Linked DNA regions of Triticum aestivum: region 1 is linked to region 2. Evidence: chromatin contacts called from public Hi-C data. All regions are on one chromosome and are shown on one strand. Each heading gives the region's core, a stretch centred on a gene start, on an enhancer-like site or on the middle of the called end of the contact. The rest is flanking DNA. Distances are from core to core; before and after follow the strand shown.

The links. A called contact is a pair of places that touch in the nucleus more often than the background predicts.
Region 1: a contact with region 2 is called in a Hi-C map of leaf, with 10 times the contacts expected there. The contact joins the promoter of LOC123122562 here to the promoter of LOC123122557 in region 2. A contact is called at or near these places in 2 of 5 Hi-C or Micro-C datasets (both in leaf).

Annotation. Positions count from the first base shown.
Region 1 is chr5D:443,989,810-443,992,509 of IWGSC CS RefSeq v2.1, forward strand. LOC123122562 reads left to right here and starts at 1,268. Exons shown (of 3, transcript XR_006460270.1): 1 at 1,268-2,055; 2 at 2,594-2,650.
Region 2 is chr5D:443,784,664-443,787,363 of IWGSC CS RefSeq v2.1, forward strand. It overlaps LOC123122557, which reads right to left and starts at 1,335. Exons shown (of 3, transcript XM_044542760.1): 1 at 1,113-1,335. The coding sequence starts at 1,175.

The sequences.
Region 1 (2,700 bases), core at 18-2,517, 210 kb after region 2:
AGAATTACAATGAAATGTCTTGGAAACATCTTCTTCACGGTATCATTCTTTGTTGTAAGAAATACTTCAAAGACTTCGGTAAAGAGGCTGCAATTGGACTGAAGCAACTGTGTTGCCACTCTTTCACCCTCACGAACATTATCAATAATGGTTTTTAAAAGCCAAAAAGATGGGAAGCCTTGGTCGATGAACGTACTTGGGCTGGGCATGATTCCCTAGAAGTGCAGGTCGTCAGATTACAAAATCTTCGCCATGATTTCGATGAAATTATTTACCTCCACAAAGAATCAAACCAACAAAAAAAAAGTTTGGCACACCAATATAAACTTATCATATCCGAATACTCGAATCTGCGATGATAGAAAGCTCTCTAATCTCATGACACCGCCAAAAGAACGATAGTAAATTTATTGTCACATAAAACAATGATCACTAGACGATAACGAAAAATATAGAACTCTTGAAGATGCGAGGTCCCCCCACCTCACAACGCCAAGATGGCACCAAGAGGCGAGGGGGCCAAAAATTCCCTGGCGGCGGCGAGTGCCCTAGACGAAACCCTCGCGTCGCGAGGTGGACGTTCACCCACATAGATTTTGTTAGGGGGTTCACCCACATAGATGATACGTGGGCTCGTTTGATGGGCTGAAAGCAGCGCATGCAACATTACATGGGCTTTAGCCCGTTCGCGCGCTTATCACAGAACCCACATAAAGAACCCAATCCTACCCCCTCAAAAAAAAAAAGAGAGAGAACCCAATCCTGCGGAAACTCGAGCGATGGCCAGTGAAATGCTGGCGGCGGCGGCGGCGGCGGCGAAACGGCCGTCGACCCCCGCCTCCTCCACCACCACCACCGTCTCCTCCCTCGGCGAAGATGAGATTCTCGAGATCTTCCTCCGCCTCCCCGACCTCCCGGCGTTCGTCCGCGCCGCGCTCACCCCGCCGCTCGTGGCTCGGCGCCGTCCGCTCCTCCCCGTCATTCCGCCGCCTCTTCCGCGCCCTCCACCCGGCGCCACTCCTCGGGCTGTTCCTCGACCCGACCGGCACCGAGATCCCCACGTTCGTCTCCGCGCGCCGCTCCGACCCCGCCGTCGCTGCCGCCCCGCGGCGACTTCTTCCTCACCTCCCTCCCGCAGAAGGACGACTCTTCCCCGGGGTGGCAGGTCGCCGACTGCCGCGAAGGCCGCCTTCTCCTCTGGAACTTGCTCGACTGGACGCAGGTCGCCGCCCTGAACCCTCTTACCTGGGCCGTGGACTTCCTCCCGATGCCGCTTGACGATATGTTTGCGGAGAGCGGTGACCAGTTCAACTTCGATGGTTTCCACCTGCTGTGCTCCGACGAGAAGCCCTCCTCCTTCGGCGTGGTCTGCGTCTTGGGGGATGTGACTAAGGTTCGTGCCGCCGTCTTCTCGTCAGAGACTTGGGAATGGGTCGTCCACCCGTGGGTCGACATCGGAGCAGAAAGGAAGCTAAGGTTCAGGAGCGGCATGCTGGTGGGTTCTTCTATTTATTGGCCTTACAACTGGCTGGTAAGTAACGGTGATGAAGGCGAAGGATATGTGGTTAAGCTTGACACAGTGACCATGGATTTCTCCTTTGTGGATCTGCCTTTGAAGGTGCAAGGGTACAATTTCAAGATTGGGGACACTGAGGACGGCGAGCTTTGCATTGTGTATGCACTGGACTCCCTTCTCCATGTTTGGACCCGTCGAGCGGACGACGACGGCGGGATCGAGAGATGGGTACCACACAAGACATTCTCTTTGATTGAAGATATTGGTTGGATTACTGAGACATTGCGGGGCATGTATACCGGCCTGGAAGTTTTGGAAGTTAGGGCAGGGTGCGTGTACATGGCGACAAAGCACAGTTCACCTTGCCGCTGGTTCTTCTCCCTTTCATTGGATACCATGGAGATTGAGAGGCTATTTCAGGGGAGATGTGATGGCCAGGCCTATCCGTATATTATGGCCTGGCCTCCTTTGGTCGGCGATCATGGGAGCATTGGACATGATGGGGTTGAAGGTTCTCAGTGAAGTGTGACAACTCATGGGTATGAGTTCCATTATCAAATACGTACTTCTGAAAATCATTCCTTGTATCTGAAGTAATGGTTATTTGCGTAGAAATGTTTTGATGCGTTGAAATTTCTGTCTCAATGCTGAAGCTAGTGAACTATTTTGGAAGAATGGATTGTTGTTATTCTCTGCATGCTTTCTATGGAATACCGCGATGCTGCATTTGCTGCCCGGCCCCATTAATCAATTTGTATCCACTGTTTACAAAGTCATTCATTTAGAGAAAATTATACCAGGATGGCTAGTTATTCTTATTCTTTTGCCATGAAAAGTAGTTGCAAAATTCAACAAAATGAAATGTCAAACATCCATATGTCCTTGTGACAAAAAAAAATCCATAGTACTCTACATATTAGTGAGTATTTGTTACCCTGGTCTGTGAATTGTTTATAGTTATTTTCTGTTTTTCCGTTTTTGCCTACACAATCTATTCATTTTTTTTTCAGATGCCTTGCTTTGTTGTTATTTGTAACATCACAGCTAATAACTTCAAATTTTGCTTGAAGTGCTCAGCCAGTATTTGGGATACATTTGCCATAACTTTCATGGTGGGAAGAGAATGAGAATGCAGTAAGTTCAATTTGACTTGTTGGAACTTAAGACCCCAGAGAAGTATTATT
Region 2 (2,700 bases), core at 85-2,584:
TACAAATTATGGGACAAAGCATCCCATGCATTGCATTGCCAATATTCAGATACAGCTAGAGACAGTAAGTAGGGTAGATGCACGGACACACCAAGGTAATTATACTCAAGAGTCCATTACCACAAGACAAATGCGGTACTGCCATGTGAAATATACAAGGCTGAATTGTCTGAAGTAAGAAATATACTCAGGAAACTGAGGTGTAAGAGTAAACTAACAGTTTTCGCATAACAAATGTCCGAATCAATAGAGACAACATCAATGAACTGGTATACAGATTGGGTATGAGACATTGAGACAAAGCATCACATGCATTGCATTGCCAATATTCAGATACAGCTAGACACAGTAAGTAGGGCAGATGCACGGAGGCATGGAAACCCATAATATTCGCTAAGTTTCTGATAAAGCAATGCAAAACAGCTACTCCCTCTGTCTAGGTAAGTAAGTCACATTACGAAATCCAGATTTTCCCAAAACCACAAGGCGTGTAACATTGAATTCTCCTCGATCCCCTCCCAGGCTCATTCACGAGCGCTCTCTTTCCTCCTCGTTGATTAGGGAGTACGTGGGCCTGCATGGAGAGCTGAAAAGGCATGGGATTAAATGCTGATTTTGCTTCCCTTTGTCCGGGTGCCGTGATTGGAAGTTTAGCTCATCCCGGTGCTCCTCTTCGTCCAATCTAAATCCACCTAGGTCGCGCTGCTACTCCTAAGGTGACTTACTCACCTAGACGGAGGGAGTACCAATGATTCTGCCTATCCTATTCTGTCTTGCAAATCACCACACGATGAAACAAACATACAAACAGTGCTGATTTTCATGATTTGTGAGTGAAAACCAGGTAAACTAGTACAGGTGCTTGGGTGTTGGCGTTTTGGCCATATATCAGATACAGATAACAGCAATGTCAACGATTGTAAGCAGAATCAGACGCGTTCCCCCTCTCTAATCCCCACCAGATCCAGGAAACAAGAAACCTCGGACCGGAACAAACCGATACTCCCGGTGGGGAAACCGGCGAGCCAGGCTCCAATCGACGGCGGGCGGGCGGCCGGACGGCGAGGAATCGAGATCGGACGCGGATCGAGACGGCGTGCGGGCGTGCGTACCTCCTGCAGAAGGTCGGTGAGGAGCTGGAAGAGCTGCGAGTCCGGCCTCCCCTCCCCCGCCATCGTGAAGCTCCTCCGATAGTTTGATTTCTCGACGGGATTCTTCTCCGGCGAGTCGTCGCTGCGTGCGCCCGGTTGGATTGGATGGATACTTCGGCTTTGGTTTTGCTTTCCCTCGAGCAAGCTTGACGTGTCGCCTGATTCGGAGTTCTGGACTGACTGGGCCAGTCCTTGTTGGGCTTGGTATTCTCTTAGCAGAATTGTTGGGCTTGGTACATCGGAGAGTAAAGTTAGATAAAAAAAAGGAGAGTAAAGTCAGATATACCATCTTAAGCCCACGAACGAATACCTCAACCTTTTTCCTTTATTGATTTTTCTTTATTTTGCTCAAAACAATATTGGATTTTCTTTATGGGATAATTGCATTTATACCCTTAGTTGTGCCCCCCTCGTCGGGATTGCCCCTAGTTCACGAAAACACGTGGTCTTGCCCAACCCACTTTGGCGTCTTGTGCTTTTGCCCTTTGACTGTTTGACCGTCACTTTGAAAACCTCATAACTAATTCATACTAAATCATAAAAATGCAAATAAGATATCAAAATGTTCAGAAAAACATCACCCGTATGTCAATGTCACTTGCATTCATGACAAAAGTGTTGGTAAGTGCCCATCCGAGTTTTAGCTCTTATCATACCACCATGAACAGTAAAATCTAAAAACATCAAAGAATTCAAGAAAAAGTTGGTGGCAAAGAATGGCAAATGTTTTAAGTGCTTGCCAAGTTTCACGAGGGAATGACATTCGTGGAAGTCGTGGCAAAAAAGAAACAATCGGTCAAAGGGCAAAAGCACAAGACGCCAAAGTGGGTTGGGCAAGACCACGTGTTTTCAGAAACTAGTGACAATCCTGACGAGGGGGACACAACTAAAGGGTATAAATACAATTATCCCTTTCTTTATCTGTACTGCAATGCATCTGGGCAAAGGGTAAATTAGGAGAAGTCCTTTATTTTTTAGAGTAAAAAATGTCCTAATGAGCTGGAAGATGAGGTTAAAGAAGTTTTTGGGGGGTGCGCTCAGAAGCACTATCAGAGAAGCATCTAGGATTGCCTACTCATGTGGGAAGATCTAAGAGTGGAGTATTCAAATATTTAAAAGATAGATTGTGGAAGAGGATACAAGGATGGATTGAGCAATTGTTATCTGCAACAGGTAAAGAAGTTCTCATTAAGGCAGTTGCACAAGCACTACCTACGTATACGATGGGCTGTTTTAAGTTACCACGGGGGTCTATGTGAACATATTAGTGCATCTCTGAGGAAGTTTTGATGGGGAGCAAAGGAAGGGAAGAGGAAGAACACTTGGATCTCAGTGGACAGACACGTGTCAGCCGAAATATTTAGGAGACATGGGTTTCAGGAAGATGGGATTGTTCAATCTGGCGCTGCTAGCTAAAAGGGCTAGAGAATTATTCAAGAACCGAACTCACTTAGTTCTCAAATACTAAAGGTGGTTTATTTCCCGAACAGTGAATTCTTGCAAGCCAAGCTAGGAAACAGACCATCGCATATTTGGAGGTCCATACTTG